2 separate regions of the Zea mays genome follow, and region 1 is linked to region 2. The links are chromatin contacts, called in public Hi-C maps. All regions are on one chromosome and are shown on one strand. Each heading gives the region's core, a stretch centred on a gene start, on an enhancer-like site or on the middle of the called end of the contact. The rest is flanking DNA. Distances are from core to core; before and after follow the strand shown. Region 1 holds the start of LOC100383502. Region 2 holds the start of LOC100277728 (PLATZ transcription factor).

Evidence for each region. A called contact is a pair of places that touch in the nucleus more often than the background predicts.
Region 1: a contact with region 2 is called in a Hi-C map of endosperm, with 2.5 times the contacts expected there. The contact joins the promoter of LOC100383502 here to the promoter of LOC100277728 in region 2. A contact is called at or near these places in 12 of 25 Hi-C or Micro-C datasets (bundle sheath, ear, endosperm and 4 more) and 1 of 3 datasets of contacts at active chromatin or transcription factors (leaf).

What each region holds. Positions count from the first base shown.
Region 1 is chr10:138,534,591-138,540,282 of Zm-B73-REFERENCE-NAM-5.0, forward strand. LOC100383502 reads right to left here and starts at 2,735. Exons shown (of 2, transcript NM_001176150.1): 1 at 1,964-2,735; 2 at 689-1,870. The coding sequence starts at 2,608. The coding sequence ends at 875.
Region 2 is chr10:138,321,521-138,326,837 of Zm-B73-REFERENCE-NAM-5.0, forward strand. LOC100277728 (PLATZ transcription factor) reads right to left here and starts at 1,809. Exons shown (of 4, transcript NM_001151221.2): 1 at 1,643-1,809; 2 at 1,297-1,497; 3 at 719-934; 4 at 1-598. The coding sequence starts at 1,699. The coding sequence ends at 311.

The DNA.
Region 1 (5,692 bases), core at 1,485-3,984, 210 kb after region 2:
TCCTACAAGCCAAGCTCACGCAAACAAGATAAGAAACTGGACACATGCAAGCAATGAGATGTCAGAAACCATCCAACATTATGGGACGAAACAACAAAACACAGGAAATAAAGGCTTAAATGGTCTAGAAAAAAAAAAAAGATCAAACTTATCCTTTTCATGCTTTGTTTAGATATTCTAGTATTCATCCCAATCCATATTTATTGAGGTGGATTAGGATGTAAATTAAACTAATTTACACTCCAATCTACATCAATACATATAGATTAAGGTGAATATTAGAGTATCCAAACAAGTTTTGTTTAGATATTCTAGTATTCACCCCAATCCACTTCAGGGCTTGTTCGTTTTGGTGATAATCCACATGTATTGGGTGGGATTGAGCCGGTTTAAATCCATAACAAGTCAAAATCCATCTCAATCCCACCCAATACACTCCAATACACATGTAATATCAATAATCGAACAAGACCTCAGGTGTAAATTAAACTAATTTACACTCCAATCCACACCAATACATATGGATAGTATCAAATAAGGCCTCAGGACAACCATTTCCAAACCCCAGATGTGCAACCATTTCCAAACTCCAGATGTGTCTGAATCCTTCCATTGTTTGCTTATGCTATATAGCAAACCACAAATAGTCACTCTACTTCACTTCGAATCAAAATGGTTGCGGCATAGTAGTACATTGTACCTGGTATACATTGCATTGAAACAGGATCAAGATGACATGTGTAATTGGCTAACTGCCTAATCAGACATAACAAAAAAAAACTGAGAAACAGCTAGACACTACTACATATCACAGAAAATCAATAATTATATCACAACATCCGCCACATTCCATGTCGAATATGAACCGTCGTCATCAAGAGTTCTCGCAGATCGCAGTAATCCTCAAACGGGATGGTGGTTCTGGCTCAGAGTTCCTTTTCCAGAATGCCCGCCGCCACCACACCTCAAACCCTCTCTGAATGTTTGGGCAATCCTCCCCAGAGTTGAGGAACCGATTAAACCATGCCAGAAGGATCTCCTGCTGAGTTGCAAGAGGCAGCGTCAGGATTGTGTTTGCCAGTCCATCCTCGATCAAATGCCGGTCAAGCCCCTTGCATGCTCGCCGCATCCATCCGAAGTCCTCGTAAAAGGGCTCTAGCCAGGTGCTCAAGAGCTGGCAACGGGCCTCCTTGGACACCAAGATCTGACCCTTGCCAACCCCAACAAAGAGTCTTGCCGTCACTCGGCTCACTTCGTAGCGGTGTATCGCTGGCACTTTACGATGCATCGCCGCTAACTCAGTCTGCGTTGCCCATGTCCTCAAGAAATCCTCCGCGATCTGGCGCTCAACAAGGATGTCAAGCATCCAATGCAGGTTGTCAGCCTGCCTTGCGATCCGCGCCACCTCTGAGTGATCACCCTCTGAAGCCCTCACAAATTGCTCGCACAGCAGGGACAAGCATCCATTGCACGCAGAATAGAGCGATTCCTTGCGAAGGTCGCCACCAATTGCTCCACCACGGGATGTGCTGTTCTCCCTGAGCATTTTGGACACTAGCCCCTTCATCTCCCTCCTTGCCTTTTCGTCCTTCCCTTCCAGAACGACTTGCAGGAGCCTCAGCAATACCTCCTCACCACCACTGGAATTGCCACCGTTGCAGCTGCCTCCTTCATCTGCCTCTTCAACCAATGCCGAAGGGGCCAATTCCAGTGACACCCTTTTAAGCACCTCCCCAGCCCCGGAGTTCTCAAGATGCAGCTGCGTCAACAATGTAGCCACCTTCTCATCATCGTCCTCAGCCCAAGGCGCAGCCTCCAAGTACTCCAAGCAAGACAACACCCCGGCATCGAATACAATGGCTGCGGACACCTGGAGAAGGAACAGATAAATAAATTAGTGTGCAAAAAATGGGAAATCGTTCCGCAGAATCGGCATACATGAGACGGTAGAAGGCCGCGATACCTTCAGGATGCCAAGGACCTTGTTCACATCCTCCCGCATCAGCCTCCGGCGGAGATCCTTGCAGTACATGAGCCGCAGCGTCTCGGCGTACACCTCGACGTCGTCGCAGTCGGAGATCTCGACGATGTGCGGCAGCGTTCGCTGCTGCTTGGACCAGCGGTCGGACAGTTTGGCGGCGAAGAACCTGCTGTGCGCGACGAGTATGTGGCGGTGAACGCAGAGCGTGACGGAGAGGCCGTCCTTGGAGCTGAGGGTGAGGCGGACGTCGGAGGAGTCGGCGTCGTTGAACTGGTTCCCGGGGCTACAGCTGCCGATGAGGTCGGCGATGCGGTCCTGGAGCAGCATCTGCCTGTCCATGGAGCGCGCGGGCGGGAGCTGGTGCGGCTGGGGCGGGGCGGGGATGGAGTGGATGCCGGCGGCGGTGCGGGGGTGGTAGTCCTGCTCGTTGGCCATCATGTCGAAGAGTGTGGGGCTGGAGCGCGTCTTGTCAAGTGGCAGCGGCGGCGGGGACATGGGATTGAGCAACCCCGCGTTGAGCGCGGAGTTGAACTTGGTGTAGCTGGTAGGGTAGGAGGGCGCGTAGGAAGGCTGGGGCGGAGTGGCGTAGGAGGAGGCCACGGTAGAGCTGGTGGGCGGCGGGTCCATGTGATGGGCGGCGGCGCGGGCCGGGGAGGAGGGGTGCGAGGAGGAGGACGAGGACGAGGAGTGTGGGGCGTGGCCGCCGAGACCGTGGGGCGTGCAGCACCAGGATGTGGAGAGGTCGAGGGGGACGAGGTGGGAAGGGGAGAGCTTGGAGAGCGGCCTGGATCTGGATGAAGCGGCCATATTGGACTGTGGGGTGGGACGGGGCGCGTGGGGATTCTCGCCGCGCGGGGGCAGCCGGGCACGGGTAGCGGTTGTCGTCTTTTGAGGCCGGGTCGCGGCGGGGCAGGGGAGTAATGGAGGGGTCACTGTGGGGGACCACCCGCGGCTGGCTGTCCTCGGAATCGGCGGACGGACGGTGGAAGTGTCTGATCAATATCCCCGGCGCTATATAGATGGTAGGCAACTAAGGATTAAAACGGTTTCAAAATTTTGGATCGAATTCATCGATAATTCTATTTTTTGAAAATAGAATTGGTTTTAAAATTTTCTATCCGAATCGGCGTAGTGTTTTATCGATCGTTTCTTTGGGTTACAGGTTTTTGTCGGAAAATACCGTATTTGTGTCTCGAAATTTTTCGAAATTGTGTCTCGGAATTTTTCGAAATTGTGCCTTAGATTTTTCATAATTTTTCAGCATGTGATTTTTCGCATCGCCTGTACGTCTCTAGATAAGGATTACTTATTTTTTTTATTTTTTGGACGTCTTAATTTTTTTTGGGATATATTGGTGTTGGGAGGCAATTGGGATTAACGATTTGGTCTATCGTACGAATCCACCATTTTCTATACACATGTTATGTATTAGTAATATATAATGATAGAGAGCCGGCAGCCTGTCTTTTCCACACACTAGATTTTAGGGTTTTCCTCTGAGGCTGTGAAAAAACTTTGTGAGAAAAAATATTTTATAAGTAAGCATGACATGTCAGCTAGATCGAGTGTATATTGTGAATTATGAACTTTGAGTCTATGAACTTGTGATCTTTATGAACTTGTTATACTGTGAACTTGTTATATTGTGAACTTGTGATCTTTGTAAACTTTTTATATTATAAATTTGTGATCCTTGTGAACTTGTTATATCATGAATTATGAATTTGTGGTCTTTGTGATCTTTTGTCAACTTTATTGTATTGTGAAGTTTGATATGTTTACCGATCGTATTTTAGATTTCGACCGTTACTGGTGTATTTTCCGCACCAAACTTTCGTTTCCGATGTTCCGAAATACCGATATCGTTTCCGTTTCTGGAGTTACCGTTTTCGATTTTGTTTCCGATAAAAAATATGAAAACGGTAATGGTTTTAGTGTTTACCGACCGTTTTCATCCCTAATAGATGGCAATGGTTATCCTGATTAGATAGTTATTAACTCCATTATAGTATTCATATAGCCTAAATATTCTATCTTTTGGTCTGTTATTAGACAAAAACCTTCATCCACTGACTAAACGAGTATTAAACATTCTGCCATCACCCATACTCGTTAATCAATGGGCATAAAATACCTAGTATAAACTTGGACAAAAAAATATAAACTTGATCACTTGGTCTAGCCCAAAACAAATGAAGCCCTAGCTATATAATCTCTATTTACTCTAGAAGTCCACAAACTGTAGTACTCCTGTTCATCGTGATCGCAACCTCGTCCAATCAACTATGTAAATATAGTTTCCGAGCAGATTTTATAATTATTTCTTGTGCAACTATGTAATTAGACATTATTTTTATAAATCTAAGCACAATCCTAACCATGCAGTTTGATTTTTGCAGCCTCGTGTGTCTATAATGTTAGAAATCAAAAGGTGTGTTGCTTAATTATGGCACATGGTTTATTTAAATTTGATGTTTATTAGCTGATTTATTTATAGTTCATTATATTTATTGTTGATGCTTGGTTATACATTATTTTCTATCTAATCATCTTCAGTCCTTGAATGTATAATTTTTACTACCGTTTTATACTTCAGTACCATAATACTTGTCTATAATGTTAGAAATCAATTATATTTTTTATAGTTCATTATACTTCAGTACCATAATACCATAATACTTCAAAATAAAGTTTCATCCAAATACATAATTAAATAAAAATATAGTTCCTAAAAATAAATACAATGAAAAAACTTTAAAAATAAAAATAAAATAAAATGATACACTTCTACTTCTCTTCGCCATCTACTTCTTTCATCTATTCTTTCCCATCTAATTTTACCATTCATATAAACAGTAGATCAATCTAACAACTTATTGAATTGCTCAAACAATTATGTTCAGACATTCTTTGGCTAGTTTTATAAAGCTTGTTTAATATCTTCTCCATGATTGGAGATTCGTTGTTACTTGTTACTGGACTCTTTCCGTTGCATTGAGCTCTTACTCTATCGCAGCCGATAGGGTTGGTGGGCCCACACTATTCGGTGTTATGGAGCTTTAGGTTAGATTTTTATTCGCCTATTCACCCCTCTAGGTGTATTCAGATATGTTTTCCCCACAAAGGGAACTTTCAATTATGGATCGTTATCGCTAGATGTACAACACAGCGAAAGAAGAACACGTCGATGTAGTGGAAGTAGTCGAGCGTCCTCACGTGCCAGCAACAACAGCACACAACACTTTCACTCGACTTCTTCAAGTTTGCTGTTGGCCAACACCGCAGCAACAATAACAACATCTCTATGGTATCCACACATGCAGGGTGAAACATCGTAATGTCGGTGTTCTAGCACCACGCACAGCGAGAGAAACAACGATGATATTTTAATTGTTCGCAACACTAGAGAGAGAAAAAAGTAATCATCTCAAACACACTAGGCCCTTTGTATATATAGACTATTGGTAATGGTCTTTTACTGTAAGACCATTAACATTCTTATAAGTTATGTGCGCACATATTCCATAATTGGCAGAGATAGTTTTCTACTTCTCAGAACTAGAGGTGGTAATAAGCTCTAAATTTTAATACACTATATATTTAAGGATCGGGTCGAATTAGGATTAAACTCTATTTCTATTCATTTTTTAACTAAAATTATTTAAGGGCTTAAACAAACTGTGGAGAAACATTTGAATTGTGATCCATTAC
Region 2 (5,317 bases), core at 559-3,058:
ACTGCATGTAAACTACAGTAGTAGTAGCACAGTACTATGGAATGGAAGTAACCGTACCGTACGACGTACGTGCCACATTGCACCGGCCTCGTCGTCCAGAAGCGCGGGCGTGCAGTGGGGCCTTGGTTATTGCTTGCTACTACTAGCTCCTTTTTTTTTTCTTGGGTGGCTATGAACTATGTAGACCGGCCGATCCGGCAACACCTATAGTAGATGGTATAGAAGTGCGTATGCTACAGTGGGGTGTACCGCTGCTTTTGGCGAGGGGGCAACCGCGTGGGCCGGCATCGGGTTCGGACCACGCCTTTGACTAGAACTCCTCCACCATGAGGCTGCCGAACGGCGACCGGTGCGGCACGCCCTTGCGCCGCTTCCCGGTTCGGAAGCTGTTGGCCGTCGCCGGCGGGGTCGACGGGGTGAAGCTCTGCACCACGCTGCTCCTGTCGCTGCCGCGGCTGGTGCTGGTGGACGAAGAGTCGTCCTCCGAGTCCAACGCGGCGCCCCTGTGCTGCTGCGCCTGCTGCTTCTTCTTCTTCTGATGCTTCTTGACAACGGCCTGCTTCTTCCGGATGCGCAAGTCACCGGAGGTCCCCACGATCTGCGCGGCGCCGGCGCGGCGCATCCAGGGATAGGGGGTCATTATTATGTTGCTGTTATTTCGAACCACACGTGCGAACCGGGAATGTGGACTGGGTTAGCGGCGGCGGCGTGGGCGTACCTTGCACCCGAGGGAGCAGAAGCGGAAGGTGTCGAGGAGGCTGCGCTGGCAGACCTCGCAGGTGTTGGTGACGCCCTTGCCTGGCCTCTGCTGCGGGCGCTCGTTCAGGAACACCACGCGCGCGCTGTTGATGATGTACGTCTGCACGCCGGAGATGTCCAGCACCTTCTGGATCTCCGACACCCGGATCACGTCGTGGTAGGACGACCTCCGTATCTGGCACCAGACCACGCATCGCCGTCAGAGAGAAGACGCATGCAGATGGAACAGGGCACATTTGCTGCCAGTCCAAGAAAGTCAGCTATCCTGATCTTTGGACTCTTTTTTTCTCTCCCTCCAATACTATCGCGTGTAGAGAGACACTACTGTCCGTTGCAGCTTCGGATGCAACTAAACAGGAAGTCTCCGCGGCGGAGCAGAGGCCGGTAACAAGAAGAGTCTTTGGATGGACGCAGGGGGCGCCAGAGCTGCTGCCGTTTCATTCAAAGAAAGGGCCCGCGGCGCCGCCCGCTCCGTTCCGACGCCAATGAATGGCACCTATTCCCCCCCGGCCGGGGTGTGCAGCGTAGTGAGCTCACCTGGATGGCGTGGTGGTCGCGGTGGTAGGCGAGGCACTGGGAGCAGAGCGCGCCGTTCATGCAGGCGAGGCAGTACATGTTGCACTCGCTCTTGTGCGCGTCCGCGTGCAGCTTGCATTGGCCGAAGAAGCTCGTCCCCAGCAGCGGCTTGAGCCACGGCGGCCACCGCTGGTTCTCCGCCCCGTCGCACTCCCCTCCTCCCTGCCGCATTCGATCCGGCGCCGCGCCGCCATGTTAGCGCCAGCCCAACAGAGAGCAAAGAAACAGGGCACCGAAGGGGGGAAAAAACAAGGCAAGAAGAGAGTACAAAAGAGGGCGTGCTATCCAGGTTAGTTAGGTTACTTACCATGGCGCCGCCGCCTCTGCTGTTGACTCTGATCGGCGATTCGTCGTCGATTGCCATTTCCCCGATACACAACCAAAAACTGCAAGGCCCAGCGCAGGGAGGGAGAGTGTGGACAGGATATGTAGATAGCAGGGGGTAATTTGGAGTAAGGGGAAGGGGAAGACGAGAGGAAAATGCGAAGGCTTTGGAAGGAAGAAGAGCATGTAGGAAAGGAAAGCCGAGGTCTTTGTAGACCGGGGGAGGGGAAAGCAGACAGCAACAGCAGCTGCGAGCCTGCGACAACGTTTTAAATTAACAAATAGAATAATTTAAACTAATACTGCAACCTTCAGCTTTTATGGCATATTATAAAGTTTATAATTCTACGATCCAATGCAAAAAAAAACAAAAACAAAAAACATACCAGTGGTAGGCTAGCGCTAGTGGTGGTAAATTACCAACAGGAAACGATGCTTTGTGTTTGTGTCATGCGCCACAGCGACAGTTGAGGGCCGAGCTCGTCCTTATCCGCTCGGGTCCGCCGCCCGCTTGGCCTCGAGCCACCCCGTTCTGCGTCGTGTCCCCTATGCCTAAACTAATTTTGTTTTCACTCTCACCCATGTCAGCTGTCACGTTTCAGGCTTAGGAGATGTTTAACCTAGTCCATGTCCATCAGATTGCTGTGGCTTCACGGTGAGTCCGAGACCCAGTGGCCGTGGAAGTGAGTGCGCGCCCCAGTAGTCTTGCTGTCGACTGGAGTTTCCTCCGTCCGAGCTCCTGCAGCAAGCAGTCAATCCAGGGCGCGCGGCCATCAGCAGTGACGTCGTCGAGTCTGGTTCCATGTGGTTCCTGAAACCCGGCTGCGAGGACCCGGCCCGGCCCGGCCCGGCAGGCCGGCACACACGTTCTCCTTCTCTGACTTTGTTGGTGCCGGTGGTGTTTGTTAATTGGTCTGAATACCTGGTGCTTTGTGCGGTTTCTTCGTCACTTGCTCCACCAATCCTGCTCTGGGAGGCGCCCCCCGTTCATCAGGGCCGGCTAGTGCAGATGTGCCGCCGAAGCACCCAGCCACGATTTTCCCCCGCTGGGAAAAAAAGTTACCACTAGCCACGGCATTTCCAGTCACGCCACCAACAAAGCAGATCACCACGGCCCCACCAGGGAGACTCGCCTGGCCAGGAGACCAGACATGACTTATTTGATTAGGGACGGATAGATGTAAATTGGAGGAGATTAAATTTTCTGCTATACAAATTTGAATATGAAGAATTTAATCCCTTTCAATTCACCTAAACCGAACAACCCCGCGAGGGGAGAGGGCATCACAACCGATGGATGGGGCGCGAGGGGATCAGATGCTCGCTTTTACATTCTTTATCACAGATGTGTGCGTGTTGTCTCGGATGGAATGGAGCTCACTGTTTGGGGAACTTGTTCGGTTGGTGTGGAGATGCTTTTTTTTTTGTGTGTGTGTGTGCAAGGTCAGAAAAAAAGATCGGATCCTTGTTTTTTTAAAAAGAAACACAAAGTAGGTTACCTCCTCTCTTTTTTTTTCCCGATCCAACGTACGGGTTCCGGTAGTGTTTGGTCAACCACCCTTTGCAACGCCCTTGGACTTGGACGAGTTTGGCCGCTGGCAAGCAAACGCTATGCCCCGCCTCATCTCACGGTCACGGGTTGCTTTGCTTCCTCAGTTATTTATTTTTAGCAGTTGGCTGTCACATTGCTCGTCGTCAGGTTTCCTGGCCGGACGGACATCGTCATTTCCATGGCGCCAAATATACAATTTGGCATTTGGGGGTGGTGTTGAATTATGTGCCTCGTTGATAAGGATCGGCGGTCACAGCAAAGCCCCTTGCCATTGCCATTGCCAAGCAGTAATTTATTGTTCGCGCTGCAGTTATATGCATCGCATCACCGGCGCCTGGAACCGGTCCCGACCCCGATAATACGCTTGGCTGATAGCGATACGCTAACCAATTAACGATTATTCGGCCGGAGGAATGATGAGGCGACAGGAAATTATTTTTACTTATTCGTTACATCGCCTCCTCTCTTTCTTCTTTTTTAATTAGAGGGCCCTTCTCAATTTCGATTGAGCAATCCACGCAGAGTCTACCGTGTCGTTGCTGCTGGTTTCATGGCGGCGGTGGCTTCCGGGTAGTAGTTGGGCAACGACGTCAGTATGCGGCCGAGCAAATCAGTTACTACTCCAGCGCTGAGCTGCAACGAAACCATTCTATCGGTATCGGGCGCCTGCCTGGCCTTCCTTTCCCGTTCCTTCCTCCAGGAGTGGGCTCTCGCCGGCGGCCAGCTCCGGAGGTAGCCGTAGCCGTAGCCGTCGTGGTTGAGTAAAAGCGTGAGAAGCCTGAGCAGTGAGCACCCGAGGCCACCGCCGGTACGGTTCGCTCGCTCTCGCGGTGGCTGTGGCTGCCTCCTGAGACCGACCGCACCCACCCAGCAGCGAGCGACAGATAATAAGCAGCGATGGCTCTGGCGAGCGAGGCCGTGACGCCATTGATGGCGCCATTGCCTGCCGCAGGAACGGCTGTCCTGGCGCCGCGCGCACGGTGCGGTGGCGGGCCTTGCGTGGCCCGGGGATCAGTTAACCGCGTCCGTGTCTCGCCCGCGGCCGGCGGCTGGGGTGGTTTCTTTGCCTTCTCGGCATGGCAAACAGAGACGCACCTCCAGAGCTGGCTGGCTGGCTTGCACGCCGTCGGGGCTCGTTCGTTGCTTCGTTCCGGTGGGTGCTTGGCGTCCAATAGATGAAGAGACGACTTGCCGAGTCTCGAATCTGTCCTGATGATGGTTAAAGTCTGCTGACGTATGGCGACGTGCACGCTCCCGATCGGCACTCCGCTCCACATGTGCGTGTATACATGTACCCCATCCTGTACATGTGCGCAGTTGTAGCTGATTGGAATTGTCTCTGTCGATTTTGACCTAGAGTACGCATGCTAATGCAGCGCTGCGCGACTGTTTCGGTCAGGGCTGAGAGATTTGACATTATGAAACACGACGGATGCGGCTTTGACGAAATAGAGACTCAGGCGAGGGTTTCTCCGTTATAGAAAACCTGGGCATAGCCAACACTCTAAAATGGTAACGACGATCTCAAACTCACGCCGTCATATTTCCGTTACCATATACGTGAGGTTGTTGCTCGCTCTTGCTGCCGTCCACGCCCAACCGAGTCTCCGCCCAACCAAACCCTAGCCGCCGATGAACAGGCCAGCAGCAAGAGGAGGCCCGCCACCAGCGTGCTCACCTCCCTGGACGTCAACGACGCCCTGCGCCCGGAGCTCCCCCTCTTCCAGCTGAGCTGGCCTCGCCAGCGGGCGGAACGGGACGATGAAGAGGAAGAGGTGACCGGTGGGGGCGGAGGAGGAGGAGGAGGAGCGGGGTCGTCGTTGTCATCCGTGGTCAACGGCCACGGGTAGAGCCCGCACCAGCAGCGGCGACTGTGGGTCATGGACCGGTCGCGCGCGTGGTGGGAGCAGTGCAGCAGCGCCGACTACCCGAAGGCGAACTTCCGGTCCGCCTTTCGGATGGGGCGCGCCACCTTCGCGATGCTGTGCGACGCGCTGGGCGCGACCGTGGCCAAGGAGGACACCGCGCTCCACGCCGCCATCCCCGTCCGGCAGCGCGTGGCGGTGTGTGTGTGGCGGCTCGCCACGGGGGAGCCGCTCCGCCTTG